Linked DNA regions of Dromaius novaehollandiae: region 2 is linked to region 1. A link is a contact called in public Hi-C data. All regions are on one chromosome and are shown on one strand. Each heading gives the region's core, a stretch centred on a gene start, on an enhancer-like site or on the middle of the called end of the contact. The rest is flanking DNA. Distances are from core to core; before and after follow the strand shown. Region 1 overlaps GALNT7 (polypeptide N-acetylgalactosaminyltransferase 7). Region 2 holds the start of LOC112997072.

Region 1 (6,070 bases), core at 2,058-4,557:
GCTATTTTGCTGGTCTTTTGTGGCATAACCTACTACCCACTTTATTTTCATGGTAAGACGTGGTGCACGTTTTCTTGCAGTGGTTTGTGGTGTTCTGGTGGAAGTACACTAGAGAGTAATTTTATATTAAATAACTGCAGTCTTTACACCAGCACGATCCAGAATTTTAATTGCATCACCCACACACATCTGTCAGTCTGATCATGACAAAGCAAATATTTTAAAATGTTTTCTTCCTTCCAAGGATTGTCCCATTTTGGTTTTCCCTTTTAATGACAATATTGCTGTTATGGGGCATGTCCTCTGGACCGTACACATTCATACTTGAATTACTGGATCTGTTGTTGTAGACAAACATTTTATTTTAAACAAAACTACTGGTGATAAGCTTTTGTCGAAAAATCTGAAAAAATAACTCTTCCTTGCCTGAGTACAATGTTCCATGTGTACAGAAATGTATTTTTGGACAACTCTGCTTTTAAGCGTGTTTACATTTTACAAGTTTTACTTTTAAAATATCAGTTGCTTATCATAGTAAAATTGTGTACGACTCTCTAAAAATAAAATGTAACATTATTTTTAAATACCAGGCCGTACCTAGTCCTACTGTTGTTGGAAAAATTATAGTTACGTTTCTTACAGCTAGTCTGAATCAGAAGCAGTAATTCATTACAAGGCTTCTGAAAGCCTTGTAATCGCTCCCAACATTTTTATAAAACACTATTTTGATAGTCAAATCAAAAGTGAATGAGAATTGGCTTGTTCTTAAAATAATAAATGTAGTTTTGAAGAGTGTTCTTTTTTCCTCTCTCTCTTTTTACTACAAGCAGAGGAGGGGCTTCTTGCCAAAAACAGACGTCTGAATTTACTTAAATATAGACACACATACAGAGCTATGTGTCAGTATAAGTTATTTTTTCTGTTGTAGTTTGGTGAAGACTGCCCTTTAGTTGGTCCAAATGTTATTAAAAATGTCAAACTGCTGTATCAAATTTTTAGTGCTGGACTTGGAGGGAAAAAAAGTCTTTAGTTATAAACAATAACTCAAGATACTACATGAGGCAGATTAATCTTGGCTGCTTATTAGAAATGGAGGGTCTTTTTACACTGGGTGAATAACATGAATTTAATATGTTCTCTACAGCAGTTAGTTGCCCAGTCAATCATGTCATCACTAAGGAGATTCCATAGAGAAGCTCTGGAGTGGAGCGGAGCCTGCTTTCTTCAGGAATGTGATTGACTGCTTAATTATAGCTCTGTATGAATTATGTATTTGATACTGCTATATGAAATACCAACAGTAATTACTGAAAGCTTATCTGTGTCCTTGGAAATAGAGCATTAGGGACTTGGTTTCATTTCACATGGTTCCTTGAGAAAAATCTTTTATTCAAGTGTTACAGTACACTGTAACAGTTCCCTAACTAACAAAACTAATTTTTGTAGTATGCACATAAATCTTTGTGTGCTTTACTGGGGCCTAGGATTGAGATCAGATGAATTATAGTGGTGAAACTAAATCAAGAAGGCTGGGCTTTTGACTGCAAGTTATCAGCCGCCTTACTGTTGGCAAGATTCCTACAGGAAAAGAGAGTGCTTAAAATGTAATTAGCGATTTATTTGTTAGAGCATCTCCTAGGGGTCAGGAAAGCTTAGAATTCCAGGCATTGTCCTTGGAGGGAAAATAAGCATTTTTGGTTAACTTTTCAGCTCCCAATAGTGAAAACTGTCCTGAAGATAGATCCCATGTGTGTTTAAAGTTGCCTGCTAGCATTTTGAATTTTAAATTTCAACACACAAATAATTCACCCTAAGAGTAGAAAGAAGTTGGCACAGGCACTGGATAAGGTATCTGTAACTGGATTTACTTACCCCTGTGTTTGCAGTCTGAACGGAGAGGACTGAGCTCTAAATAACTCCCTATTCAAAAAAATGTATAGCGCGGCACTTGGAGGTCTCCAGGTGGGGTATATTTGAGTCTTACCTTCAGCCTTGCCTTTGGAGGAGTGGGGAGGAAGCAGAAGTAGGAGGCGTTTCCTGTAGCTGCTTATGTGACCTTCCAGCCACAGTCCTTGTCCATGTGAATTTGGGGGCAAGTGGAGGAAGCAGTCTGTCAAATGCATTGTAATCTGAATGCAAAACCAAAAAATTAGAATAACTTATGCTCTGTCATGTTTCTGTTACCAGAATTTATGTTAAAGCATTTAGATAAACTTACATGGTATAAATTGTAATTCAGTACTGAGCACGGACAGGAACTTCAGGGTTTAATATCTGATGAGCGAGGCATGGTAGAAATATTAGATATTTCCTTGATACTGAACTCGCTGCCCAAAGAGGTTCTTTCTAGCCTTTTGCTTCTTATATTAGGTAAAACCTCTCAGGGGTTGATAAATCCAGTTATGCACATCAAGGATTCTTTTGAGTTGCATGTAGGGAAATGCATCGAGTAGTAACTTCTTAAACAGTGCTTACCTAGTAGCAGAAATGTCAGTAATTGCCATATACGTTGGGTTTTTAGCATCTCATCAGTATTTTCTGACAATTTTTTTTAAAGCTCTGTTAGTGTTAGAGCAGCTCAAAGTGTGAGGAAAAATACAAGCACTACAAAACAATTATAAGCAGGTGGTGCATAATCTCAAACCACAATTAACATGAAATACAACTTAAAATTTAAAATTGTGAACAGTTTTATATTAATGCAGAGGAGAGCTTATCATTTTAATGTCTTAATTACACATTCAGGAAGACTTGAGAATATAAATGCTAGATTGAGACCTTCAGCTTTTCACTGATTCATGGCTCAGCTTGAAGCGGAACTGATTAGTGCTTCTTAGGATTTGTCTCCTGGAGCACTTACAGGAATTCAGTGGCAGTGACAGCAACCTGCTGTCTCAGAGAAATCTGTGCTGCTGCATTTTGGTCTGAGTACGCAAGTGTAGAGCTTTAATATTAGGGACAAAATCCAGAGAGGGACCTGATGCGCCTTTGCTAAATGCAGTGCTAGTTCGGTTTGTGACCGGAGGAGAACGGTCTCGGGGAGGAAGGCTGGTTGTGGCTGCATGCTGTTTCACTGTTCCCTAGCATTTAGGTGCGTGTGTATTAGGGAATTTAGAAATTCAAGATTATACGATAAACACTTCAGCTCAAGATCTCAAATTGCCTTGAGTACAAGTATCTATCTGATTAGGGCTCACTCGTTTAAATGGCTGTCCTGGTGCTGTCACTGCTCCGTTCTTACACTTTTGCTTGATGGCTGGAGTACTCTTCTAGGAGCAGCAGCCTATAGCTTGGGCTTTTTTTAGCCTGAGGAAATTTGAGCCTACGTCTGCCACAGAGGTGATTGCTAACAGGGAGGCTGTGCAGTCGCGCAGTCCTTGGACTATGCACCCACGGCCAGATTTGTGGGGCCAGAAGGAGGTCAGCAGGAGCGAGCCAAAGTCGGGGGCCTCCTGCCTGGGGCGCTTTAGCTGGGCGAGCAGAAACTTCCTTGGGCTAGGAGGGCTCCGATCCAGATCTCCAGCTTCTCGTGCAGAGGCTTATGGGGTGCTGTCCTGCAGCGACCGGTGCACGATTTCAGCTGCGATCCAGGGAAAGGGACCCTGGCATGACACAGTCCCTGGGAGTACCGCGCTCTCGTGGGCTGGAGAGGGAGGAATAATTTATATGCAAACCAATAGTCAGAAGTAGTGTTACTCAGTTTCTCTACTGCATTGCTGCTGTTCCCTTGAGAGGTCTCTTCTCGTTCCAGTGAGGCGTCGATCTGTGTTTTTGCTCAGTAATACAAGTTTTTATCTGTTGACTGGTCTGAAACTATTGATTCATTTCACTTAGGATCTGCTCTCCGGGGGGAGGAGGCTAAAGGAGCTCTGCGACGTTGCTTGGGGAAAGTCCTGCCGCTCCTTCACAGATGCATACGCTTCAGCTTGTTCCTGCCCCGTACCTTAAGTGGTTACAGGGTCGAGAAATGCGTGTCTAGTGGCAACGTCAGCTTAAGCACGCTGCTGTCTTTCCTGCATATCTCTTGCAACATGCTGTCCTCTCAGCTGTACTGATGATAATTCAAAAATACATATATATATTTGTTTCTTGGTTTTTTTTTTTTAAGCTTATTTTCACTAATTTGGTTCACATATCACCACAGTTGTCATCCTGCAGGCTACATCTGAAAAGGTACCATGCTACGGTATGCGGGCAGGAAACGGTGTCTAGAGGATGAAGTTAGAGGTTGAAAAGTCATTAAATCCTCTTTGTTGCAGTCTCCTTTGTACTTTGAAACTTTCGCCCCATTCCAGTTTTATATAGCTGCAGCCTTTGCCTGAATGGTCACTGGACTGACGTATCTACTTGATCCTGTCTTTCAAAATTGAAACATGAGAGGCTGCAAACTGAGGCTTTCTATTTTTCTTTCAGGACTCTAAAATTTATAGGTAAACTAGTAGTGTAAAATTCAGCTTCAAATACAAGGAAAATGCACGCATGGTTACCTGGTATTTATTTTTACCAACCACTGGATGTCACTGCTGCTCCACAGACAGGTTCTTCCCAACTTCTTTTCTGTGGATTTGAAGGCAAAGAGAGAGTGGAGTCTCTTGGTTTTGGCACCCAAATAATTGAATAAAGTTCACATTTCGTGGAAAAATTGCCACAGAGCTTAAAATAGGTGTTAACTGCATGTATTTAGAGCTACTGCTATGTTTAAAACCTCCAATTCTCAATGCAAGCTAAGAGATGAGATTGTATGTACAAGTTATTGTTGTCTGTTACTGCTTATGGGCTTGGTGATGAGTCACTATGCTGACTGTCCAAGAAGTGAAATCAGGTCTCTGGAAAAGGCTAAAATTAGGATCTTACTAGAAGTATAAATGCAGTGTTATTATGTCTTGCAATTGGCACATTTAGCCAGACATGATTTTTCAAGTTTAAAAAGTAAAATGTGCTGACAGGTCTGCAGGAATTAAGTTGGATATGTAGCAAAAAAAACATCTAGACCTCTATTTTTATGTTTTAAACAGTATATAAAATACAGAGCAAAAATGCATTCAGATTGCTTTTAAATTGCAAACAGATGTTTTGTGCTATTCAAGCTTTTGTAATCAGTTGGGTTTTTTTAATTATGTTAAGCTACTTAGTATCTTTTTGTTCTTATGCTGTTAACCATTTTATTCCTAAATATTATTTATCTACAGGAAGAGGAAGAAATAAGCAAGCAAAATGTTTTGGTTGTTTGTAGTGTTTGCTTTGTTTCTTTTGTCTGTTGAAATGAAAAAGTTTTGTCAACTTGAAATGCAATCATTGTCTTTTTAATTGGAGAGCAGAAACGTTTCTTGTCTAAACTTCTGATGATGGAGATCAGCAGCACGCTGCAACCTATGTCAGATACTGCCTTCTGCCATGAGGCAAATGTGCCGTTACTTTCTGCTATCTTTCCATGGGGTCTTTGCCTGGCCTTCAGCTGCCATTCCAGTTTGCCATACAAAACACCTCTTTATCATGCACTCTAATATAACTAAATCACCAAACTTAGCCCACAAGAATATATATGTAAAACAGAACACGGTCCTGTTTTTAATCTCTTACTAAATACACAATGGAAAAAATTTCCTCAAACAACTGACTCGATGCACCTAGATAGCATACCCATTTTATCTCTGCAAAGAGCTGATAAGTTGTCAGCAGCTTAAATGCTTGTGCTGTGAACTGAAGTATTACAATTTGAAATCAGTTGAAATCCTTTGAGAAGGATTTATAAAAGGAATGCATTAGCGGCCTGAATCATGCAGTTTAAAAAGTCAGTCTAGCACTTGTATGTTCACAGTTTATAAATACGATGAGCTGCAGTGAGTTCAGGCATAAAAACAATTGAGATGGAGGATCTTAGAGTCAGTAAATCATGCTTTTAGAGATCATGCCTTTTCAGAGGTTGCTTACATCAAGCATGATTAAGAAAGAAAAGGCCTTAGCATTAGTTAGGTCTTAACATTAGCTTTTTGATTCTGTAATTTTTGTTTCCCACAGAAACAAAATTAATAGTATGTTTCTACCACTTTTAATTTTTTTCCCCAGTAGG
Region 2 (6,070 bases), core at 2,649-5,148, 82 kb after region 1:
AAAGAACTAGTTGTGAAGGTTGGGGGCAGCCTCAGCTGCAGTGACCATGAGATGGAGGAGTTCAGGATCCTGAGAGAAAGGAACAAAGCAAACAGCAGGATCACAGCCCTGGACTTCAGATGAGCAGACTTAGGCCTGTTCAGGGACCTGCTTGGCAGTCTTGGAGAAAAGAGAGGTCCAGGAGAGCTGGTGTTGGTGTGGTGTGTGTGTGTGTGTCTTTTTCTTTTTCTCTCTCCTATCTCTCCTCTTCCTCCCCCCCCCCCCCCCCCCCCCCCCCATGGATCACTTCCTCCAAGCTCAAGAATGATTCATCCTGATGTCCTGATGAGCGGGAAATTGAGCAAAGGTGGCAGGAGGCCTGCATGGATGAACAAGGAGCTCTTGACTAAACTCAAAAATAGAAAGGAAGCATACAGGAGGTGGAAGCAGGGATAGATGACTTGACCTGGGAGGAATATAGAGACACTGTCGAAGCATGCAGTGATGATACTAGGAAAGCCAAAGTCCCCTGGAGTTGAATCTGGCAAGCGATGTGAAGGGCTACAAGAAAGGTTTCTACAGATATATCAGCAGCTAAAGGAAGATTAGGGAAAGTGCAGACCTGCTGCTGGATGGGGCAAGGGGCCCTGGTGACTTTTTTCCAGTTTCTGCCACCTGATTCTGATGGTGGCAGTGCTCTTTGGAGAAATGCAAGGTGGCATTTACAGCAATTTAGCTGGTTGGATTTCTTTTTAGGAGTTCAGTGTTTGTCTGCTGACAGCAGCATTCCACAGATCAAATCACAGTGGCTTTCTTCCTCGTGCTTTACCTGCCAGAAATAGTTTTTGTCATATAAAAACTGAAAGGACTTTTGGAATCAAGTGTCACCAGAGCATCTTCATTTGTTGGTAGATAATGAGGTTATTTCAGATATGTATTGAGAAGGAAGGGATTTATTTTTCTACTAACATAGACTAACAGTTCTTGCATCCTGTTTTCCCAAAATTGTCCATCCAGATTCTGTCATCAAAGGAACTGTCACCTTCAGCATCTATTACACAGCCCTTTGATAACTTCAGGTTAATTTAAAAATAAATCTATAAAGGTTTTGTATCTGTAAGAAACTGTAGCTCTTATGCAGAGCTGCTGCTGTAGTGGTCTATACCAGATCTTTATAAACACTACCATTGCTGAAAGCAGATGGCACCAGCTTTGGGAACAAGAGGAGATAGCTAGCAAATCCACTAGTGTTAATGGAGCTATGAGGTTGTTCATAGTTGTGTGCTTACAATGTCTCAAATCTTGTGAAATACAGACTTTGGAGGCTTGTTAGCTGCACTTGTTTATCTACCCCACTGAAACCCCACGCAGTGCATAATTTAGACGTTTCACCCAAACACTACTGCCACCAGCAGATGCAGTGTTCTGCAGGTGGGGAAGAGAGAAGTAACATACAGAAGCCCTCTGAGATATCCCTAAAGAAAGATCTATGCCTCTAAGGGTGGGCATGGCTCCAATCAGAGGATGGCAATGGGGAGAGGAAGAACTTCACAGTCCCACTGGAGCCATGTGAAGAAAAATAATGTGCTTCCCTGCCAGAAGTGTTGTCTTAAGTATGCTGAATGCCCTATGCCAGATATTGACTGGATTTCTCTACTACACTGAATAAAGAGGAATTTTAGTAAAATCACTTTTGAATCCAAAATCTTATTTAAAGTCAAAATATCAGTGTCTTACCTCTATATGATATAGACTGCAGTCATACAACTGACACATTAAGAAAGATTGCTTCCTAGACTTTCAGGTAGCAAAACTGCAAATCATAGCTGAAAATTTTCACTTTTGGTTTCCTTTGGACAGGTTTCCTTGGTTTCCTTTTAACTTTGCATTTATATTAAATAGGTCAAGTCTTATATTATAGCTCTGATTTCAAAGATTTACTAAAGATAAAGCAATATAAATCTTCAACCTCTTCCTGTGCCATTTTCCTAGGTTCAATGTGATGACTTCATCCAAGGAATAGGAAATCCAAGGAAAATGTTTTAACTGAATCTAAAAACTTCATGTCCAGAATATCCAGAGCTAATTTATCACTTTATAGTCTTTGTACAGAGCAAGACCTAACAGTTGAATGCTGGGTAAATATTTTGCAACTCTTTGATTTTGACCTAGCAAAGAATTCAATATGTTCTGACAACATGCAGACAAAAAGTACAATTTTTGCACAGGGCAAAAATTATGAAGCAATTTACTGTTGTCCTCAGAAGCATTGTCACTCATTAAGCTTAAGGTATGTCCAACATGAAAAATGCCTGTCATGCTCAGGTCAAATTATTTTTGCATGTTTATGTGAATGTTTATGTGAAATCTAATGCTTTTAATGTATTGTCCTATGACTGTCACCACCAAACTAATCAGGATGCATCTTTCTTCTCCTTATAACCATATTTGCAAGTTAATCAGCTCTACAGGCAGAAACTGTAGAAACATTTCCATCCAGGCTTTCGTCTATATGTTGCAGCAAGAGAGTTTAACCGTCTGTATGACATACCTCTGGAGCAGAATTCCCACTAAATGATTAATATTTTGTGGGCTTGGTTTATGGTTTTTTTTTGTAGTTCAGAAACAATTGCAGACCAAACTTTCTCTCTGGAAGGGTGACAGCAGAATTCTAGCAGATGTGTGAGCATTTTTCACATTTTGGGGGGTGCTCTTTAAGGAAAGAGCTGGTTAACCAGTTCAAAAGGTTAACCAGCTCCCTATTTCCTACATATTTTTCTCTGTTCTGTTATCCTGTAATGGAATTGTCTCCCTGGGATTCACAGCTGAGGTGATAACTGCGGTAATTACTATTAACTCGTCTTGCCAGTACTGTTCTTAGCTGTTGAACGGCTGTGTTGATTCTGAGTCAATTTGACGAGCTTTCTTTTGTCAATACTAGTACATTAACATACACAGTTCAGGGACCCTTTTTACACCCTGAAATGTGTTAGCTGTCTGAGCCCAGTCACTAAAACCAATTGTACAGCTTAAAAAAAATCTGTGCATGAAAATAACTGGCATGCAAAGCAGTAAGTTGACTTGTGGATGGAATATTGACCATTTACAAATTCATCATGATGAGTTCGTGCTTGAAAACTGTTTGCATTAAATATCTTTGGTTTGTTTTTTCACCAACTGAATAAACATGGGAAGGCTTGCTTAAATCCTAGTCCTCATTCTGGCTGACTTTTGAGGGCTTTTAGCTATCCAGTAGGAACGTAATTCATTGTTAATCATATATGATAAAGCTGGATTTGCTGAAAAGCATGAAGAGTCTGTTTGGAATACTCCTGCAGTGTTTATTGTAATGTCATTTTCTTTGCCTTCTCCATTGTACATCTTACGTAATTAATGACTTGGTAAGCTCTCCTTTTTGGATGAGGATTCATTTCTGCTCTGGTATTACTTAATATCTGTGCCCAATGTGGCTTATTTTAATGCTAACAAACTGAAATGTAGCTGATTTCCTCCCTCTTCTTAGATATGTATTTCACTGTTCTGTTTCTATCACTGTCTTATCACATGTAAAGCTCAAACTGTTAAAAAGTAAAAAAGCATTAAAACAGTTTGTTGTAGAAGTATGGCTGCTGTTGGCAGTGTGCAATGCCAGCATACTGAAGGTGGATTCTGAAGTGGAATAAATTAGCTTTGCAATGACCACAATTAATCCCTGACCAGTCACATTTAATCGCCAGGTAGACAATGATATAAAAGTCACTGTGATAGCTATCACGTATTGCTTCAGGCATTGATTCTCCCAGTTTGTGCCTCGAAGGAGGCACGTGTCACTCATAGGTTGTTTTGGCACTGGCTGACTGGCAGCTGGGAGTCCCTTTAAGCTTCACACCCTGAGGCTTAGTCCCACTCTGGGTGGCTAATGGAGGAAGGTGATGAAGTTTTCCAGTCCCAGCTTCCTGGTAAATCTACCCTTGGTCTATTATCATCATTAAAATTAAGTAGTGTAGGGGGGAGAGGGAGGTAGGAATGGTGAGGAGCATCTTCCCCTGAGGACTTTAAGAAAAGAGATTTTTAACACAAAGCTTTCCACCCAGACGGACAAACCTTCACACGAAATGCAGTGTTGCCACTGCCTGCGTTTTGTCTGGAGCTCTGGGGGGTGCCCAATAGACGGGGTCCCCAGGGCGCGCGTTCAGAGGAGGCTTCGCCCGGTCCCGAAGGGAGCGGGGCAGAGGGCTGTCCGTACACGGGCATTACTGACCTTTCATTGAACCAGTGCTTTGGGTGCCTGGGAGATTTCAATGCTGAAAACTGAAGCACCTCTAGGGCTAGGCTTCAGAGAAGTAAAGTTTTGGATCAGGGTTTTAGGCTAAAGTAATTTAGCCCTTTTGCAAATCTGGCCAGTTATTACTTAATTTACTCAAATTTACAACTTATGTTCCAGTGATATAATGGTGGCACAAAAGCACTGACTTCTTAAGCAGCAGACTGCCATACACCTTATAATGTATATTACCACATGAACATTAGCTCCTTTGGAAAGTAGGTTTGATTCTGAGTTAAAGAAAATGAGAAGTTGTATCAAGATTTTATAGAATGTAAAGTCTTTTTTTAAAAAATAATTCTTCACCCTAGTAGGAAAAACCTGTGTCATTGTTACAGGAGTTTTCCTGTAACTTTGAAAGTATCAGCACTTACATAATACGCAAGAATCTTGTCACTTGCTCATGTGAGCAGCTCTCTGAGAAAAGTTCTTGCTTGAATGTGAAATGTTTTGTAGGAATATGCCTTTGGCCTTTTATCGGGCAGATCTGATCCTCAGTTCCTTGTGTTGTGTGGTCAGGTTCAATCCTGCAACCTATGTGTGGAAGTAAGAAGAGGAGGATTTGACTTTTGGTGAGACAGGCTGTTGTAGAGCAGCTAAGAGGGAGATTTAGCTAATAAGGAGTTCTTAAAAATGATTTTAACATTTTAGATTTTAACTTAGTCAAAAATAAAACAATAACCTAAATCATGGTTTGCTTTAGGTACGAGTGGCCAATGGGAGACAACACATCAGCTACAGAAGAAATCAGTCTCCCAGCGTGGCCTGCACTCTGGACTGTGCCCTAGGAGTGTCAGTCGGAGGGGAGAGAGGCGGCACCGTGAGAAACACGTTCCCTGGAAGCTCCACCTTGGGACTGTATCGGAAGGCAGTGAAGTCTGCCTAACTAATCCAGACTTTGAACAATTTCAACTGCAGAATGCAGTGGTAAGTGTTAAAGCACAGAACTGGCTTTCCTTAGTGGTGTTTCTTGAACAGATTGGTCGGTCTGTCTGTCTTTCCAAAATGAATTCTCCTTTAATAATTACTCCTATTAGTAAAGGCTTGGCTTATGCACAACCCTTCTAGCTGATCAGGTGGGTGGGGTATGTCTGTGGTTTTGGGCTGGTTTGCTTGTTCTGACTATACTAACCATACTCCCAAACATGCCATTGCCTGGAGAAATTACGTCATTATAATTGGGAACCTGTCCCTACAGCTAGTTTTCTAGCATAATAATCGTATAGCATGTGCATACAATTATATATATATATACACGCACACACATACACACACACATATAATATAGGAAAGGAGCAGAGCTACCATCCTGGAGGATAATTAAAGCAGAACAGAGTTTGTGTTAGCATATGAATCCTCATTCTTTGTACATGTTGATGTCGTTTACACTACTATAAAAGCCTACCTGATGAGAAGAGTGCTACTACTCTAATTTTATTATATTAGACAGGCATGATTACTGATACAAGTATGGGCAAATATTTTAGTCTGCATGCTGTTGTGCAGCCAAGAGGAGCATTTGGACCTTTCTGTCCTGTTATTTTAAAGCTACGCTTTGGGGAACATAGGGAAACACAGGCAGCTCTCACCAGGCCTGAGAGCAGGGAAATGGCCAAATCATTTTTTTTCCTCATAGGCCACAAAGTTGCTCTTTTGCTGGGATATCTGTGCTCCCTCTGGTGGACAATTAATAATGGCTTTAAAACTGAGAAAGCTTCAGGGAGAAGTTTCTACATGTGCGTTTAAGAAAAATCTCTTTATGTTGGC

What was found. A called contact is a pair of places that touch in the nucleus more often than the background predicts.
Region 2: a Hi-C map of liver shows a contact between it and region 1, with 9 times the contacts expected there. The contact joins the promoter of LOC112997072 here to the enhancer-like site in region 1. A contact is called at or near these places in 3 of 4 Hi-C or Micro-C datasets (brain, liver and ovary).

What each region holds. Positions count from the first base shown.
Region 1 is chr4:47,752,339-47,758,408 of bDroNov1.hap1, forward strand. The region is part of intron 2 of GALNT7 (polypeptide N-acetylgalactosaminyltransferase 7); the gene reads left to right. Among named protein-coding and RNA genes, the nearest start is that of GALNT7, 43 kb to the left of the region's middle. Within about 2 kb of position 3,308, at least 2 of the 2 cell types and tissues checked have open chromatin away from gene starts, as enhancers often do.
Region 2 is chr4:47,834,142-47,840,211 of bDroNov1.hap1, forward strand. It overlaps LOC112997072, which reads left to right and starts at 3,899. Exons shown (of 4, transcript XM_064511748.1): 1 at 3,899-3,938; 2 at 5,007-5,230. The coding sequence starts at 3,899.